Linked DNA regions of Ovis aries: region 1 is linked to region 2. The links are chromatin contacts, called in public Hi-C maps. All regions are on one chromosome and are shown on one strand. The core of a region is the stretch at or near the end of the contact, and the rest is flanking DNA. Distances in the headings are between cores, read along the strand shown.

The links. A called contact is a pair of places that touch in the nucleus more often than the background predicts.
Region 1: a contact with region 2 is called in a Hi-C map of liver, with 4 times the contacts expected there. The contact joins the promoter of KIAA1958 here to the promoter of INIP in region 2. A contact is called at or near these places in 5 of 16 Hi-C or Micro-C datasets (blood, hypothalamus, liver and 1 more).

What each region holds. Positions count from the first base shown.
Region 1 is chr2:11,131,330-11,136,046 of ARS-UI_Ramb_v3.0, reverse strand. It overlaps KIAA1958 (KIAA1958 ortholog), which reads left to right and starts at 2,733. Exons shown (of 5, transcript XM_027964113.3): 1 at 2,733-2,811.
Region 2 is chr2:10,960,564-10,965,701 of ARS-UI_Ramb_v3.0, reverse strand. INIP (INTS3 and NABP interacting protein) reads right to left here and starts at 3,040. Exons shown (of 6, transcript XM_060408910.1): 1 at 2,999-3,040; 2 at 1,513-1,588.

The DNA of each region.
Region 1 (4,717 bases), core at 1,484-3,983, 170 kb before region 2:
GATGAAGTGTCTGCTCAAATCTTTGCCCACATTATATTCCATTGTTTGTTTTTATTATTGAAATTTTGGGAGCTCTATATATATGTGATGCTGAGAAAGATTGAAGGCGGGAGGAGAAAGGGACAACAGAGGATGAGATGGTTGGATGGCATCACTGACTCAATGGAAATGAATTTGAGTAAGCTCCAGGAGTTGGTGATGGACAGGGAAGCCTGTCGTGCTGCAGTCCATGGGGTTGCAAAGAGTCAGACATGACTGAGCGACTGAACTGAACTGATATATATTCAGGATATATGTTATTTTCAGATATTTGCAAATACTTTTGCCCTTTCAATAACTTGTTTTTTCTCTTACCAGTGATACAACCACCATGAGATGGCCAAAGATTTCTTAGATTTTTTTTTTCTCTTAACAAACTGCTTTCTGTTTTATTTCCTAACTTTTTGACTCTTCCATGAACAGGTTAGGAATCAGCAAATACTTTGAGGTGAAATGGTATGTACAGTGATTGACTCCTTTTACTGTGATTGCCTTTCTTCTGGAATCTTAGCCTCTCAAGTCCAAGCTGCCCTGATAGACCTGATCTCCAAAATTTGTATCTCCAGCCCAATCAGACTGTTGAAAGTACTAGGGTGCCTCTGTGTGGTTTCTATACTTCAAGACACAAATCAACAAAGCTCTGAGAAGGAAAGGTAGCTGAGGATGGAGTATTCACTTCAGTGTGTTTCCCTTCTTGCTGGGTTCTTGGGACTCTCAACTCTTGGCTGCCTGGGTGGTTGCTATGTAACAGATTTATACAGCCTTTTTTAAAAATGCACATTTTATAGTATTTTTGTGGGAGAGTTACTTGGTTCAACCAAGTACCTCATCATAGCTGGAAGCCTGCATTATTTAAAAAACTCATCAAGATGGAAATATCCTTGAAACAAGTGGGACTGCTCTTAAAAAGTTCATTGTGATAAAAACAAATAATATAAAATTTACTCTTTTAACAATTTTAAGTGTACAGTTCAGTGGTTTAATGATATTTACACTGTTGTATAACAGATTTCTAGAACTTTTTCATCTTGCAAAACTAAAAGTATACATGGAACAGTAACTTTTCACATTCCCATCCTCGGTCTCTGGCAACCACCATAATACTGTTTCCATGATTTTGACAACTCTAGGTACTTTATACAAGTGAAGTCATAAAGTATTTGTCCTTTTTGTGTCTGGTTTATTTCATTTGGTGTAGTGTCCTTAAGGTTCATCTATGCTGTAGCATGTGACAGGATTTCTTTTTTAAGGCTGAATAATACTCTGCTGCTGCTGCTGCTGCTGCTGCTAAGTCGCTTCAGCCGTGTCCGACTCTGTGGAACCCTATAGACGGCAGCCCACTAGGCTCCCCCGTCCCTGGGATTCTCCAGGCAAGAACACTGGAGTGGGTTGCCATTTCCTTCTCCAGTGCATGAAAGTGAAAAGTGAAAGTGAAGTCGCTCAGTCGACCGACTCTTAGCGACCCCATGGACTGCAGCCTACCAGGCTCCTCTGTCCATGGGATCTTCCAGGCAAGAGTACTGGAGTGGGATGCTACTACGTATAGCTAATCAGATATACTTTAAACGCTATTTATTATCATTTATTATTACTTTGGAGACTGCTGTAGGAAGAGAAGAGCACGGAGGCATACTACTTGGGATGAATCTGGGTTCCTCCAGCTACTCTGTGATCTTGGGCTGATTTCTAAGATCTCTGTGTCTCCTCTACAAAGTGGCAGTGCTAACCCCACCCACTTCGCAGCATCTTTAGGATTAGGTAAATCAGTATTCACTAAGCGCTTAGTGTGAACCCCAAGCACAAAGAACGTGCCACGTTTGCTAGATAAAAGCGGAGGGCACCTGGTCCAGCCTTACCTCCCTTGTGCCCAGGTATGCAGGTGGTGTTACTGTATGCTTCCCAGGTTTTAGTGTGTTTTAGGTGTTATTCAGCGATCCAGCTCCCTCCACGGGATGGGTGCGTGTGATTGTAGTTGGATTAGAAACTTCCACCACGCAACGTGACTGTGGGTTGCACATCTGTCGATAGGAGGTGTTCTTGCCAATGCCTGGGTGTAGAGGTGACTCCACTCAGCGCGTTAAAACAGGTGTCACACGCCTGACCAACGGAGTGTCTTGCAAGGAGGTCTGATTGTGGCTTTTAAAAAGGGTGCAGCTGTACAGAGCTCCGAGGGGCAGCGGAGACCGCTGGCCCGGGAAGTGTGACAGAAAGGGGTGCTGCCCACTTGAGAACTCACTGGGGATCGTGGCTCCCACACCTGTCGGGCTGCGGAGACCGAGCTCGTGCGCGCGCGCGCGTGTGTGTAGCAGGAAGGTCGGTGCACACCGCCTCCGGGCAGCGACGGCCGTTAGGCTCGGTGCGCGTCGTGGGAGGTGCCGTTACACACTTCCTGTGGGTCTCGCGGACCACGGCGCGTTTCCGGTGCCGGCTGGAGCCCGGGGTCCGAGCCCCCGCCCCGCGCGCCGGCCCCGCCCCGCCCGCGCCCCGCCCCCCGCCTGCCCGCCGCGCTCCGAGCCCGGCGCGCGGAGCCCGCGGCGCACGGAGCGGCGCGCGCCGGTCGGCCGAGTCAGGCTGGCGCCCCCCGCCCCCCTCCCCGCCGTCCGTGGCGAGCCGGTGGCCTTCCCTGTTCCACTTGCCTTCGCTCTCCGGCCCCGCGGCCGCGCTCCCTTCGTCCCTCCCCTCCGGCCCGCCCCGTCCAGCCCGCTCTGCCCGGCTCCCGCAGGCCCCCCTCGCTGCCCGCGTTCCTATGGACAGACGCACAGACACCTGCAGGTGGGTGAGAGCCCGTGCGCGGGGCGGGGACGAGCGCGCCGACGCTGCGCCCGGGGTCGGCGGCCCCTTTGTGTGGGGGGCGGCCGCACTGGGGTCCGCGCCGCCGCCCCCTCGGCGGCCTAGCGGTGACCCGGCTGAACCCTCCTTTTGTTCCTCTGCGGGGGTAGGGGGGCGGGGGCGCGGAAAGGCGAGAGTCAGGGCTGAGAGCCGGGCGGCCGGACGTCGCCTGCGACGGGCTGCGGGGGGGCGGGAAACGGGTAGAGACCCCCGGCGACCGGGCGAGCGGCGGCGGCGGCGGGGCCGCGGCTCTGGGCTGTCTCTCCGGGGCCGGCCCGCCGCCGGCGGTCTCCTGTCGCAGCGGCCGCGGGCGCGCTGCGAGTCTGGCTCGCCGGCTCCAGCTCCAGGGTCTGTTGGAGGTGGGCAGGAGGGCGGGAAGGGGAGAGAAAAGATCTGCTCTCTTAGTTGCCAAGTCTCGAGGAGGTTACGGGAGCGAGAGGGAGAGAGGTGTTTTCAGAGCCCTGGCCCGACTTGTTTCCCCCACGCGAGGCTCGCCGAGGTGCGTTTTGGGGCGTGTGTGAAGGAACGTGCATCGCTTCGGTCCCTTATTTATTGTTTCTAACGGAGGAGGGCTTTCTCCGAAGGGCTCTTCCGCCCCCCCGCCCGGTCTGAGGCTGCGCACAGTGGTTTGTGTTTGTTATCAAATACGTCGAGATATAGATTTCCCTCGGTAGGAGGAGGTTGGGCTGACGAAAATCAAAATCAAAGAACGTTTTGTAGTTTTCTGGTAGTTTTCCTTTTTTCTTTCTTTTTCGTTCTTTAAAGATTAAGAGGCGACTTAAAGGCAAGAAATAAAAGATGAATATGGCTGTGATTTTACATATATGTATATTTTGTGTATATATATAACTTTAGAGGGTAAAGTTTTATTTCCCAGACCCCTTAGGATTAACATGACAGAATCTTCTACCTATTACATAGTTAACAAGCAAATCAGGTAGAAACAGCTTCCGTCGTGTAGATTAGTTAAACTGGAGTGTGATAAACAATTATCTAGCTTTCTGTTCAGGCTAAAACCTTTATTTTCGCTTATTTAAGATACGAGACCTTTCACGACATATGGGGAGAACATGAATGTTAGAACTAATCATTTCCCCCTGTGATAATGCTCTCCCTGTTTTATTCGATGTATTTCTGTATTCTCTGTTTATAACCTATTGGGTTGTATATGGTAGATAAAATTTTTGAAGTGTCGTGGATGGTGTTGCTGATTTATATTATTTATCTCAGTTTTTCATGGATGGTTGCTATGTATTTTTAGATACTCAATAAAGTCGAGTAAGCGCCCAGAAAATTAATTATTCAGATTTTTAACGCAGTTATGGATTTATATCTTTGCATTAACCTCCGTCTACCTGCTCATTTCTGGAGGGTTTTTTTTTTTTTTTTTGGCCTATTGTGTGAGAATCCTTATTGACAAACTTAAATCTGATGATTACCAAGGAGATTAAGAAAAAAAGTTTTGTGGACACTAAGTTATATCTATAGCTATTTATAGGAAATGGGATCTTTCTTAAAAAATAAAAAGTATTTATCATCCAAACATGAAGGAATATTATGGTGGAAAAATGTTTGCTATTTAAATTTTCGTTAAGTAAGATGTAGAAATTTATCAGAAAACAATATACAGTAGCATCAGCTAGGCAAACTGATTTTTGTCATTATAAAGAGGAGACAGTTTAAGTATGCCTAAAATAGTGGTCTTTTTCTAGGAGGAAAAGGTATCCTAGATTCTTGTCCTAGTTTTACATTAACAGATTAATATTATTGCATGCCTAATTTTGTATATGCCTAGAGTGTACATTATTGTACTCTTAAAACTTAGAAGAGGCTATATCTAACAAAGATC
Region 2 (5,138 bases), core at 1,791-4,290:
TGAAAATAAAAACATGGATATGGCCCAATGACAATTTTAACTTCTTTAAAAGTGGTTCTTATCTCAAGTAAAAAAGTAAGAGAACAAATGTCAGAGCAGGACCTAAGGTTTATAATGTGAGCAATATTAACACAGATTAAAATATAGGATTTAGATGTTCCAGATGTTCAAGCTGGATTTAGGAAAGGCAGAGAAACCAGAGATCAAATTGCTAACATCTGCTGTATCATCAAAAAGCAAGAGAGTTCCATAAAAACATCTACTTCTGCTTCACTGACTATGCCAAAGCCTTTGACTGTGTGGACCACAACAAACTCTGGAAAATTCTTACCGAGATGGGAATACCAGACCACCTAACCGGAGCAATCTATACGCAGGTCAAGAAGCAACAGTTAGAACTAGACATGGAACAACAGACTGGTTCCAAATCGGGAAAGGAGTACATCAAGGCTGTATATTGTTACCCTGCTTATTTAACTTATATGCAGAGTACATCATGAGAAACGCTGGACTACATGAAGCACAAGCTGGAATCAAGATTGCTGGGAGAAATATCAATAACCTCAGAAATATCAATAACACCACCCTTATGGCAGAAAGAAGAACTAAAGAGCCTCTTGATGAAAGTGAAAAAAGAGAGTGAAAATTTGGTTTAAAATTCAACATTCAGAAAACTAAGATCGTGGCATCTGGTCCCATCACTTCATGGCAAACAGATGGGGAAACAGTGGAAACCGTGATAGACTTCATTTTTGGGGGGCTCCAAAATCACTACAGATGGTGACTGCAGCCATGAACTGAAAAGACGTTTGTTCCTTGGAAGAAAAGTTATGACCAACGTAGACAGGTTATTAAAAAGCAGAGACATTATTTTGCCAACAAAGGTCCATCTAGTCAAAGCTATGGTTTTTCCAGTAGTCATGTATGGATGTGAGAGTTGGACTATAAAGAAAGCTGAGAGCCAAAGAATTGATGCTTTTGAACTGTGGTGTTGGAAAAGACTCTAGACAGTCCTTCGGACAGCAAGGAGATTCAACCAGTCCATCCTAAAGGAAATAAGTCCTGAACAGTCATTGGAAAGACTGATGCTGAAGCTCCAATACTTTGGTCACCTGATGTGAAGAACCGACTCATCTGAAAAGACCCTGATGCTGGGAAAGAGTGAGGGCAGGAGGAGAAGGGGACGACAGAGGATGAGATGGTTGGATGGCATCACTGACTCAATAGACATAGGTTTGGGTGGACTCCGGGAGCTGGTGATGGACAGGGAGGCCTGGCAGGCTTCAGTTCATGGGGTCATAAAGAGTCGGACATGACTGAGCAACTGAACTGACTGACATATAGACAAAATGATCGAATTGCTTCAAATATGCGATTTTATTTTGCTAGTCTTTTTTTTTTGCTATTCATTTTTAATTCTGCCTACAATGACTACCCTATGCTAAATTTCTACCCAAATTAATTTTCTATCAAAAGTTCCTAGTAATAAAAGAAATTCCAGGATGCACTTACCTTGTCCTGAAGGGTTTGCTGCCATCTTCCTATTTTCTGTTTCAACTATGTTCAGGGGTCAGCACTTTACAAACACCTGTGAAAAATAATGTGTACACACTTATCTTCATCTCTTCAGAAACATATGTCTGAAAGGCACGCAACTTAAAGCAATACCTCAAGTTATTTAGAGGGCTCAGTTGCTTCAGTCATGTTTGACTCTGCGACCTTAAAGCCTGCCAGGCTCCTCTGTCCATGGGATTTTCCAGACAATACTGGGTTGCCATTTCCTACTCCAGGAGATCTTCCTGACCCAGGGATGGAACCAGTGTCTTTTATGTCTCCCATATTGTCAGATGGGTTCTTTACCTCTAGCACCACCTGGGAAGCCCACTTAGTGAAAGTCAAATTTTTATTCTTGCAGATGTTGATACCGACAGTTAGCATTACTGTCTTTAATTACATCATTAGGTTATGTTTACCAAATACTACCAAATCTATCAACTAATTGATAGTATCAATGCGATTACAGGACTAGGAAGCAAAAATCACTCAACGATAGTGCCTCTGGATTCATTTAAGATACCTAGCTAATAACTACTGTGTATACTACTTAAGGCTAAAAAGGGAAAGAAGCCGAATATTTCTCCAGTATATACTCTGCACTCTACACTTTATGACTGAAATTAGTTATTTTATTTATCACCACTTTATAAATGGGGAGATTGTGCCCAAGGTAACAAAGCTAGTGCGAATACTGTTAGTTTTAAATTTCGTGCTTTTGAACTAGGCCTTGGGTAGATCCCAAATGAGCAAGACCCTAGTCTTGCTCTCATGAAATGTACAATCCAGTGGGAAAACACTGTCTCATTGTCTCATTCAAGGAACAATACTAAAAAAAGTTTAATACGCGCTTTTTACAAGGCGTAAACAACGCTCTGTGAGCAGAGACGAACTGATTCTACTGGCGTGACGAGGTATGCCTTATAAGATGCGCACGAAAAGACAAGAGCTAGTAAACACATGTCGGTTTTGAACAAAATAATGTTAGGTGTCTCCTGCGGCTTAAGTACAGAGCAGACGAAAACCGGGTTAGGAAGGGAGGAACAAGAAGGCCATCTTGTGATGGGGGACTTCAAGCAGGGACGTGACAAGGTTGTACCAGCCTCTCAGAAGGGTCCCTGGGGCGTGCGTGGAGGCTGGCGCAGCGGCTGCGGCCGAGACCCAGGACAACACGGGGAGTGAATGCTGGGAGGCAAAGCTGACGGGGAAGCCACTACCCTATAGCATGGGATGGCGGCAGCAAGTCAGCGCCGGGGCCACACACCTCCATAACCGGTGCCGCCAGGCGGTCCTACTTACCGCGAGGCGAAAGAGCCAGGACCGCCTAGCCGTCAGGTCGCGTTCTCCAAGGGGGCGCGACCACTTAAGGACCCACAACTGGAGCTCAACGTGTAACTCCACAACCCTCCCGCCCCCGGTGCTCTTCCGCCCCCGGGTGACTTACCCACGAGGGAGCGGAAGTCCCGCCTCCCGCCTGGACCCAACTGCCGCTCCTCACGGTGATTCGTACTTTAACTGCCAACCTCATGCATACGCCACTTCCTTTCCAAAGAGTGGCAGCCAGAGAGGCTCAGGGAACTTGCAGGCCGGGGGCGGGGCCCGAAAGGGGCGGGGCGCGCAGTGACGTAGGGGCGGGGCAGAGACAGAATGGGTCCCTAGCACCGCGAGTAGCTATTCCGTCCAGACCGCTGGGGGCAGAAAAGCCACCAGGGCAGCAACTGTGAATCCACTTAGGTTGGGACTGAGGCGGAGGTGCGGTTGGCACTCGGAGAGCGAGCTTTAACAACCTTCTTGGGGTTGCGCATCTTGATGTACACAAATCCCGGGGATACTTTTCTACTTTTAGTTCAGTTCAGTTCAGTCGCTCAGTCGTGTCCGACTCTTTGCGACCCCATGAATTGCGGCACGCCAGGCCTCCCTGTCCATCACCAACTTCCGGAGTTCACTCAGACTCGCGTCCATCGAGTCAGTGATGCCATCCAGCCATCTCATCCTCTGTCGTCCCCTTCTCCTCCTGCCCCCAATCCCTCCCAGCATCAGAGTCTTTTCCAATGAGTCAACTCTTCTCATGAGGTGGACGAAGTATTGGAGTTTCAGCTTTAGCATCATTCCTTCCAAAGAACACCCAGGGCTGGCTCCTTCAGAATGGACTGGGTGGATCTCCTCGCAGTCCAAGGGACTCTCAAGAGTCTTCTCCAACACCACAGTTCAAAAGCATCAGTTCTTCACCGTTCAGCTTTCTTCACAGTCCAACTCTCACATCCATATATGACCACTGGAAAAACCATAGCCTTGACTAGACAGACCTTTGTTGGCAAAGCAATGTCTCTGCTTTTCAATGTGCTATCTAGGTTGGACATAACTTTCCTTCCAAGGAGTAAGCGTCTTTTAATTTCATGGCTGCAGTTAATTAAACATAAGATAAGCACTAAACTTGTAGGAATTTTTTTTTACTGCTGTGCACTTGCAATAATGTGTATTTGTGGATATGCCACATTTCAGATGAAGAAGTCACTCCTTGTGGGATAGCCTGATGCCAGCACAGTAAAGCTGCATGTCTATCAGTACATTGGATAGTCAGACCTGAAACCACAGTTTGAAAAAGGAAAATGTTAAATAAAGTTTGCAAAATGTAAACTCTTAGAAAAGAAAAAAAGGTCTGTGTTTTACTGGATATCTTGGTCAATGTGCCTGCTCAGTCATGTCAGACTCTTTGCGATCCCATGGACTATATTATATATAGCCCACCAGGCTCCTCTGTCCATGGAATTTTCCAAGCAAGAATATTGGAGTGGGTTGCCATTTCCTCCTCCAGGGGATCTTCTCGACCCAGTGATCAAACCTGCATCTCCCGAGTTTCCTGCGTTGGCAAGCAGATTCTTTACCACTGTGTCACCCATCTATCTAGTCAATAGTTCAGGTAAGTATGTTGTTGTACAGTCTCACAGTTGTGTCCAATTCTTTCCAACCCATGGACTGCAGCAGGCCAGGCTTCCCTGTCCTTCACTATATCCTGGAGTTTGCTCAAACTTATGTCCGTTGAATTGATGATGCCATCCAACCATCTTGTCCTCTGTCACCCCCCTTCTCCTGCCCTCAGTCGTTCCCAGCCTCAAGTTCTTTCAATGAATTGGCTCTTTGCATCAGGTGAACAAAGTATTAGAGCTTCAGTTTCAGCACCAGTCCTTCCAATGGGTATTCAGGGTTGGTTTCCTTTAGAATTGGCTGGTTTGATAAGTGTGTGAATCCTACATATCCACTAGTGGAAAGTCCAAGACAAAAGGAATGTGTGTGATAGACCTGGGGCTCTGTTAACTGGTAAGGAAACTCCAGGTAACAGTCTGTGAGGTGCCTCCTTCTGAAGCCAGTATGATAACTTGTTTAGTCACTACGTTGTGTCCAACTCTTTTGTGACTTCACTGACTATAGCCCACCATTCTCCCCTGTCCATGGAATTTCCCAGGCAAGAATACTGGAGTGGGTTGCCATTTCCTTCTCCAGCTTCCCGACGCAGAGATCAAACCTGTGTCTCCTGCATTGGCAGAATTCTTAACAGCTGGACCACCAGGGAAGTCCAGATTGAT